2 separate regions of the Sus scrofa genome follow, and region 1 is linked to region 2. A link is a contact called in public HiChIP or PLAC-seq data. All regions are on one chromosome and are shown on one strand. The core of a region is the stretch at or near the end of the contact, and the rest is flanking DNA. Distances in the headings are between cores, read along the strand shown.

Region 1 (4,945 bases), core at 2,131-4,630, 310 kb after region 2:
CCTTAATGACAGACACTGTTCCCATTGGATCAGAATCAAATGAGGAAAGCATACTCAACATCCTAGTTAAAAGGATTTCTGCCAGTCCTCCAATTAGGAAGTGTTAGCAGGGGACCTCCAGTCTCTGTATCCTAAACACTCCTGGTTGAATTGAAAAAAGCCCTTGAATTAATAGATGGGGGGGGGCAGGTAATGTGGTCCCTGGACTCCCTGATGGCATCTGCAGCATAGACTTGAGAACACAGATTCTGAAACCAGACTGGGTGTGAATCTGTTTTGTCACTCATTAGCTTGAGCAAATTACTGAACCCCATTGTGACTCAGTTTTCTTATCTGTAAAATAGAAATAACAGCATTTACTTCATAGGAATATTAATGAAGGTTAACTAAGTTAGTATGCTGGAGAATCCGACTGCAGCAGCTTGGGTTGCTGTAGAGGTGCAGGTTTGATTCCTGGCCTGGGGACTTCCATAAGCCTTGGGTGAGGCAGTAAAAAAAAAAAAAAAAACTTAGTTTGTGATTGCACAGGCAAAAAGTAAATGTTAAACAAATATTAGCTCTTACTCTGCACAAACAAGTCTGTGTCCTAACAAAGTTGGCTTAATCTGAAACTCACTTATCTTTTCAACTTCATAATTTTGGAAGCTTCTTGGGGGATAGTTATATAGTTAAATCAATTTGTGCTGGTGGCTCTCATCCAGGGTGATTTTGCCTCTTGGGACAAGTGTCTGGTTGTCACATCTTGCGAGGGAAGGGTCCACTTAGCAAGTAGAGGCTGGGGATGCTGTGAAATTCTGCAATGCACAGAACAAGCCACTACCACTACAGAAACTGGTCCAGCCCTACATGTGCCAAAGTTAAGAAGCCCTGATTTGTGCTGTCTTGGTGAGAGCCCGAATCTGTGCTATGCTGATAAATATTTAACAACCTGTTTTTGCCCCCACTTCCAACAAAGTCCTGATTTGCAGAAAATTGCCAATGGCTGTGGTATAAAAAGTCCCACTTTTTCAAGCAACCAACTTCATGTCACTGCATGTAGGATTAGGAAGAGATAATGTACCAAATCGGTATAGTTCCTAGCCACACAGGGGATGAGGGCCCAGGCTGTCCAGTGGCTTCTCCTTTTAGTTCCTTTGTAGGGGTGCAGAGGAAAGGATGAAACTTTTGTTACTATTCCCATCTTCCTGTTTAGTGTTTCTTTAGGGGTGGGATTATGAATTTGAGAGTTTAGCATGAGGATGAATAACTTAATCCTGAGTACCTCTGATGGTCTTAATTTCACCAGACAAGGGGAAAAAGGGGGGGGGGGCAATAGGATGTGGAGAAATAAAAGGGAAAGGCTGGAAAAGAGGGAAAAGGAAAATTGATGTACTGTATGAGAATAGTGTCTGTTGACAAAAATGTTAACTATTAAATAACAGGAAAATATGAAATGTTTAAAAAATACTATTATCCTCACACACATCCTCCCCAACCCTGTATTTCCTCTTGGCTAGTGGTATCATTAATAACCTGGTCATTGAAGCAAAACACATGGGAAATCACCCCTGCTTCTCACCCTGACAAGTGGACAATGAAGTCTATCAATTCTCTCCTATCTGTCCTATTATCTTTCTTTTGGGTCTTAATTTAGGCCCTAATTATTTGTGACTTGGATTCTTCCAGTAGTTTCCTAATGGTTGCCTAGAATTCTGATTCTCCTCTACAGAATGGTTTTGAGCAGAGCGGTTAGCTGCACAGAGTCTGAGGCCAGACTGTCCTGGGTTTGTTTACTAGCTGTGTGATTTTTTGAAGTTACTTCTTTTATACCCTCATCATTGAAATAGGGACCACACTAGTACTACCAAATAGGGCTGCTGTGAGGTTTTAAGACAGTGCTGCATGGGAGATACTTAGAACCATGCTGTGTTAAGATTGTTTCTCTCCAGTTTACAATCCTTCACTGGTTCCCTACTCTCACCTATGAACCTAGCAAACTCCTGCTCAACATCAGGCCTTGGGGTCTGTTTCTCATGAAGCCCGAGGCTATTCATTTAGGCAGCTAACTTTTCTTCCTTTGGGCCTTCACCTTGGACCTCTCATTGCCCTCAGCACACTAGTTTAATCACCTGTTTACAGTTTCCTTCCTTGTAGGAAGTGAGCTATTTGAGAGCAAGGACAGAGCCTTTTTACTTTTTTTAAAAAATCTTCAAGGAGTTCCCATTGAGGCGCAGCAGAAACGAATCTGACTAGGAACCATGAGGTTGCGGGTTCGAACCCCGACCTTGTTTACTGGGTTAGGGTTCTGGTGTTGCCATGAGCTGTGGTGTAGGTCACAGACGGGGCTCGGATCTGGCATGGCTGTGGTTGTGGCATAGGCCAGCAGTGGTAGCTCCGATTCGACCCCTAGCCTGGGAACCTCCATATGCCATGGGTGCAGCCCTAAAAAAAAAACTTCAAGATCAAGCACTCAGCCTAACACAGAATGGACAATTAGAAGCAATGAATAATGTTAACTATATATGGATGTAAGACAGGACAGAAAGGACTGGCAAGAAAACACTTGATTTGCAACACTGATTTGATCTCTTAGCCCTTCTTTGTATTGTGTTTATGTGGTTTCTGTAATACATAGTAGTTAACAATGGCTCCCACATATCCATATAACCAACTGTCCTTTTCCCCCTTGGCTAAAACACTAGATCCATATGATGGACTACTTACTGCTTAGCAATAAAAAGGAACAAACTATTAAAACTTAAAACACAGGTGAGTCTTGGAATTCTCTGGTGACCTAGTGGTTAAGGATTCAGCATTCTCACTGCTGTGGCTCCGGTTTGATCCCTGGCTCTGGAACTTCTGCATGTTGAGGGCGTAGCCAAAAAAACCGAACATGGGTGAGGCTCAAACATTTCTACTAAGTAAGTGACAGACACATACATGAATAGACTGCTGTCAGCCTGCCAGAGTTAGAATGGCAGTTCCATCACTACCCAGCTGTGTCACATTAGGCAAGTGGTTTAACCTCTCCAGGGCTATTATCAGCAAAACAAGAACAACAGCAGTACTTGCCTCATAGGCCTGACAGGAGAATTAAATGCTCATGTGCTCAATAAGTGTGCGCTAAAGCAGTCATTTCTACAGTTCTCTTGAGGACAGGCTGCACTGTTCTCTCTACTCCCAGCTGCTTGCATCCCATACTTCTCACCTCAGACTGCCCCCCCCCCGCCTTTCCTCCATACCTTCTACCTAACCCTGACTTCAGTATAACTTTAATGATGACACATATTCATTCTTGAAGATAAGGAGACTAAACAGAAAAAGAGGAAGAATTAACTCACTGGAAGTCTCACCGTACAGTTAACCACTAGCGACATTTTGCTATATACTTTTTAAGACCGCTTCTTATGCAGCTACGCCATAACTATCTATTCTTTTAATAAAAAATCGAGTTCATATTACACAAACTGTTTTATAACCCGTCTTTTACTTACTACGGTCCCTCCCCCAGACCTTCCTTGCCCCCGCCTTTTCAGGTCCCACTGGTCGGATCTTTTCTCTGAACCCCTGGCTCTTCCCAGCCCCGGTTCCGGCTCCACCTGACAGGACCGGGGGCCCGCCCCGCCCCCGCCGCGGCCGGCTTCCAGCCCCGGCCCCGCACCCCGCGCTCGCTGCCACCCGGGGCCCGTCGCTCGCGGCTCCTCCGTGCGGCCCGTTTCCGGTGGGGGCAAGGGCGTCTCCGCGGCTGCCCGACTCCTGCGTGCTCAGCACCGCCGGCGGCGGCCAGATGCAGGCGGACCGAGGAAATCGGGGAGGCCGGGGTCGGCGACCCGGCCGCGGCCGGCCCGGCGGGGATCGCGACCGCGAGCGGGCGGCCACTGCAGCGGCGGTGGCGAGAGGCGGCGGCGGCGGGGATGGAGGCGGCCGGCGGGGTCGCGGCCGGGGCTTCCGGGGCGGCCGCGGAGGCCGAGGAGGAGGCGCTCCGCGAGGCGGCCGCCGGGAACCGAGAGGCCGGGGCGCCGAGGTCAGCGCGCCGGTAAGAGGCGACGGCCGGTGGGACCGGGGCGGGTGGGGCTCCGGGCCACGAGTCTGAAGCGGCGAGCGGCGCGCGGGGCTTGCGTGAGTTGGGCTGCGGCGGCGCCTGCGCGGCTCGGGCGGAGGACTGCGGGGGCGCGCACCGGGGTGTGCACGTGGCGCTGGCGGCTGTGTTCCGATCGCCTCCTCTGCGCTGGGCTGACCTGGAGGGTCAGGTCCGTGGACTTCCCCACCCTTCCCAAGGGGTCCTGGCCCCGTCATTAAAGGACCCAGCGACCGCGGCTCTGTGTTGGCGCCGCAAGTCTAGGGGGCCCCTTGGGTTTGGGTGAGGTGTCAGTATGATTAACCCTTGTGGGGTGCGGGCAGCCAGGACTTGTGCTCCAGGTGCCTTACCTTACGGTTGACATTTCTGTTATTAGAGGGAAGGGATTTTAGGGTCAGTTTTGTTCACTGCCTGTGCAATGCTTGGCAAACAGTAGGCGCATAATAAATTTTTATTGCATGAATGACCCCAGTGGACTGGACTCTTAATATTTGGGGACGGGATCAGATGCATAGTTCTCTTTTTAAATAGCATAGTTCTCTTTTTATTAATATGTGTGGAAATCTGGGGCCAGTGGCCTTTGTCTATCGGAATTCCCAATCTGTAAATGTTTCCGCAGTCAGGTCTCAATTTTAGTAACAATATTCACACATTCATAATTGGAAATGTCTTATAGCTTGGAGCAGGGAACGATTTGGGGCACATTTTTACTGATATTCTAGCTAAAGGAGTTAAATTACTGTCTTTATGAGCTGTTCTGCTGTTATTTTAACACTTGTAGTACAAAACTGTCTTTAAATTTTGAATTCTCATGGCATAGAGTAAAAAATTATTGTAGTTTTTGGTTGAGTTAAAATTTCCCATTACTGAAGTAGTATCTTAAGGGCA
Region 2 (4,687 bases), core at 1,484-3,983:
AGGCAAGAGACACTGTTAATACAGTGGACTGACTTCTGATAATCAGGGAGAGCCGACTCAGGGCACATGGTCATGTCTGTTTTTATAGTCCAGTGACAAAGGAGTTCGAGGAATGGTCTTGCCATTTACCTGTTGACCTGCGGATTGGTTAGGGAAGAATGGGGTCTTCTGATACACTTACTGGTTGGTTGGGGAAGGATGGGGTCTTCGGATACACCGGCTTGTTGGTTGGGGGTGGGTCAGGGTAAGGAGTGGGCTACATACCTTTTATGGTGGGGGACAGGAAGGACTAGGCCAGGTTGATCAAGGGGAGGAGGTGAGGAATGGGCCACATACTTTTCCTAGTAGGGGGAAGGAAGGAATAGGCCAAGTTGTGCTGGGGTAGGGAGGTCCTTAGGAACATTGCAACAATTACAGTGAGACAGGTGGGATGATAAGGGTCTAGCAAGTCTTATCTCCACCAGAGGCTGAGTTTTATTTCCTTGGAGAAGCCTTGAAGTCCCACAAAAACAAATGATGGAAAAATAGAAATTCCCACCAAACACACTGCCTAAGGTTTTCATCAGTTCCATAGAGAGAAAGAATTGAAAATCAGTATCCAAACTTTCTTAGTATGTCATTGATAGTATATGATAATGCTTAATTTAATTACATAGTAATTTGCATATAATTATCATTACTCTATGGGCTTGAGTTCTAAGTTTAATAACTCCTCATGGTATAGTTATGGATAGTTTATGTTAAAATATTAAAGGTATAAAAAGCAAATTATGTGTAATTATGCATTTAATGAGTTGCCTTAACTGAAAAAAAAATGAAATTATAAATATATTGAAACTACCTTAGAAAACCCAAGACATACAGAACCAAGACAAACCTCCCCCTTTAAATAGCAGACAAAAAAATGAGTCTTATTTCCTAAAAATAAGAAATGGAGGACACAAAAAGTCCTTTGTGCCCAGGAGCCCCATAGGGCTTATTTTAGGAAATAAGCCTCATTCGGCCTCCATTACCTTCCATGAGTTCCAAAGGGCAGCTCTAACCTGGGAAGGGAGGGGTTATAGAGACAAGGGAGGAGCAGTGAAGAAACAATAGTGCAGCCTTGAGGCAGGGTCCTGATTCCCCTTCAAGGGAGACACATGACAGAATCTTCTTCAAGCTCTTTTTCAGAACTAAAACCCCAATAAATAGAAGATGTTAACTATTTCAAGCAGTCTTCATTCCAGGACCATTAGAACCTACCCCAGGGCCACTAAACACCAGCTTTGAAGAAGAATGCAAGCTTACACCTACCCTGATCCTTAACTGTGGCCCTATTTTCCACTCCCCAAACTGTAAAACCACCTCCTATTCTCTCCCAAGGGAGAGCACAGTCTTTAGGGCTTTAGCCTCCTGTAAAGCAAAGCAATAAAAGCTATTGCTTTTATAAAAATAAAAGCTATTTTTTTCTCCTTCACCCCAAAATCTGTCTCAACGTTTCTTCTAACTTAACTTTTCCCAGGTCCCCCATCCAATAAAAGATTAATGGTACTGGATGACCCAGGAGCCCACTGATCGTCCACTGTTCCCAAGACCTTCAGGAAATGCTGATTGACGGATACAGAAGAGAGAAATAAACAGGGTGAACTGAAAGCCACTACTTTCCACAAGCAATGAGGCTTCTATCTCCTTTTCCTCATGAGCATTATCTGATTGTGTTACTGGCTATGAATCTCAAAGTCTACCCCATTCCCTGATCTCACCATCCCCTGATGAAGGGGCTGACCAATTCATGAGTTTTCTGGGACAGCTTGGAGTTTGGGTGTGAAGGGTATTACTTTGTCCTCTCACAAAAAGGAAAGAAGGAAAGAAACTGAGTAAAGAGACTAGGAGGAAAAAGACGGCTGCGTTCGGGGTTGTCCTAGCTCTCTAGGTTCGCTAGCCAGGCCTTCTTGGGCCCTGGTAAGTATACGACCCCAGTCTTGATGGTTACTGGCACCTAGCGGGTTGGAAGAGTTCTCCATCAGCCCAGGCGGGGCTTCCCGGCACAGGTAGGACGAGGATGTCAGGAGCTGAGGCCCTATGTAGCCGCCAGAGGGCGCGAGCGCCTCAAGTCCACGCGCGATGGCGTCGACCCGACCAGGAAGGAAAGGTGGTCGGCCTACTAGAGGTGGCTTCGGTCCGCGAGCCCGCGGGGACAGCGGGGCCCCGCCTCGCCCGGGAGCTGCCGGTCTCCGCGCGCAACGCACCCGCCCTCGCATTCTGTTCCACCCGAGGGCCCCACCCCGATCTGCGCTTTGCTGGTTGACCTCGACGCCCGGGCGGGGTCGGAGGGCGTTCTAATCTCCTCGCCCACCTCGCGGCCCTAAACCCGGTCCGAGCCGGAGGCCTGCGCGAAGGAAGCAGCCAGATCTTCCTAGAGGAACGTCACAGGGCCAGGCCCGGGGGCACCCCGTAGGCGGGCGCGGCGCTCCATCACCCAGCCTCCTCGTAACAATGGCCCGGGGGGCTGCGGGCGAGGCGGCTGGCGCAGAGGAGCAGGGCCGCCGGGGCTCTGGAAACCCCGCCCCTCGACCAGCTCCCTGACAACGCGGGCCGGGCCGCGCCGCCTGCTCCCCGCCCCTCGCCGCCCCGCACCAGGCGGGGCCGGGGCCAGAGCGCCGCCGCCGCTGCCGCTGCTGCTGCAGCTTCTGCTCTGCAGAGAGGGGCCCGGGGCCGGGGTCAGGGAGCCCTCTCTCCCACCTTCTCCCGCCGCTATGAGCCAGGGAAGTCCGGGGGACTGGGCCCCCCTTGACCCCACCCCCGGACCCCCAGCGCCCCCCAACCCCTTCGTGCATGAGTTACATCTCTCCCGCCTCCAGAGGGTTAAGGTAAGGTGTGGGCGGGGGGCGTCGGGAAGACTCTTGGGAATAGAAAAGGCCTTTTGGAGCTCTGGCAATGATGGGGATGGGAATCCGGAAAGGAGGTGGGTGGATAGGCTAGCGGGGCGGGAGTCCGGGGGTGCGCACGTGGGGGCGGCGGGGCGGTGGGCGAGGAGTCCTGGAGAGAACACGGGCTTAGGTGATCGGCAAGCTCGGAGGTGTGTGAGAATTGACTAGGTGAGGATGGTGGACTGCCGGGGACCCAGAGGTAGGGTAGATGGAGGACACTGAAGACTGCGGATTACATCCTGCGGAGGCCGATGGGCTAGGATGGAGTTGGAGGCTACGGATAGCCGCGGGTGGGGGCAGGGGCCTGCTGAGAGCTTCTGCGTGGTTGTGACTTGGAGGAGGTTTCTGGGCCCGGAGCCTGCACCCCCTGTGCCCTTCCAACAACCCCTCTTCACCCCGCCGCCCCCCCCTCCCCGCACCACCCCCACCCCCCGCACTGCAGCACCTCCTGGTGGGGGTTGGAAGGAGGTTGTGAAGGGGGTTGGCTACAGGAAGTGGAGGGCCGGACCAGCCTGGGGAAGCTGGGGAGTGGAGTGGTGTGAGAAGGGAGTGTCCAAGGTTTCTTTTGCCTCCGCCTCGCCTCCGCTGTCGCCGGCTCCTGGGGCTAGGTTTGTTTACCTGCCCTCTCCCCGGGGCAGCCCTTGGAGTCACGCTGGCTCCTGGCAACCCCTACCCCGTGGAGTAGGGCCGAGCTCCTCTTCTCTCTCCCATCCTTCAGTACTGAGGGATGCTGCTCCTGCTGGGCAGAACCAGAGACGGTCGAGGGTCTGAAAAGTGGACCTCTCTGAGTGTTCCACTCCCCTGCACCCCACCTCGGGCCCAGAGTGGAAAGAATGGTGCCCCTGATTTTTGTTAGACATAGGAGCTATTTATAGAAGGGGATGTGATGAAAAAGAACTGTCTCTAGCCTGTTCTACATAGAGCACAGGGCTGGGCATTTTAACACTGGTTAACATTAAAGCCTCTTAACAGCCTCAGTTGTATAGGTGTGGTGGGGACAGACTGAAAGACAGAAAAATGAGGCCTCTGATCCTATTGGTATCTTCATCCCACCTTGGGTTCCAATCCCATCTCCTGTTCCACACGACTTGCCGTCTGATCTCCAGGGGTGATGGTCCTTTGCTCTGGGTCCATCCTTGTGGGAGAGGGGAAGACTGGAGGAAACATCTCAGAGCCCTGAAGTGGCCTTCTCTCCCACCCTCTGCAGTTCTGCCTTCTGGGGGCACTGCTGGCCCCCATCCGAGTGCTTCTGGCCTTTATCGTCCTCTTTCTCCTCTGGCCCTTTGCCTGGCTGCAAGTAGCTGGCCTTACTGAGGAACAACTTCAGGAGCCGATTACAGGATGGAGGAAGTAAGTGAGGGGCCCCAGAGACCCAGATTTTCACTCCTCTTCCCTGCTGTCCATTCTGCTCCCTCTTTGAGAAGAAGAGGAGGGAGGGTTCTGAAACTCCCACCCAGAATGGTCCCAGAGTAACCAGAGACATCAGCCCTTTGCCAGAGTAATAGAGGGCAAAAGAAGGGCACCTGCTTTCCTGGGTGTGTGAGAGAGGGGCGGGATCTCTGCTTGCATTGATGCCGAGCCTTGCCCTGCAGGACCGTATGCCACAATGGGGTGCTGGGCCTCAGCCGTCTGCTCTTTTTCCTGCTGGGTTTCCTCCGGATCCGAGTTCGGGGCCAGCGGGCCACTCGCCTTCAAGCCCCTGTCCTAGTTGCCGCCCCCCACTCTACTTTCTTTGACCCCATTGTTCTGCTGCCCTGTGACCTGCCCAAAGTTGTGTC

The links. HiChIP or PLAC-seq counts read pairs in DNA pulled down with a chosen protein or histone mark.
Region 1: an H3K27ac HiChIP or PLAC-seq map of alveolar macrophages shows a contact between it and region 2. The contact joins the promoter of AVEN here to the promoter of LPCAT4 in region 2. A contact is called at or near these places in 2 of 47 Hi-C or Micro-C datasets (heart right ventricle and skeletal muscle) and 1 of 2 datasets of contacts at active chromatin or transcription factors (alveolar macrophages).

The regions. Positions count from the first base shown.
Region 1 is chr7:80,443,957-80,448,901 of Sscrofa11.1, forward strand. AVEN (cell death regulator Aven) reads left to right here and starts at 3,381. Exons shown (of 7, transcript XM_021099909.1): 1 at 3,381-4,015. The coding sequence starts at 3,767.
Region 2 is chr7:80,138,575-80,143,261 of Sscrofa11.1, forward strand. It overlaps LPCAT4 (lysophosphatidylcholine acyltransferase 4), which reads left to right and starts at 2,734. Exons shown (of 14, transcript NM_001145867.1): 1 at 2,734-2,849; 2 at 4,117-4,259; 3 at 4,502-4,687. The coding sequence starts at 2,736.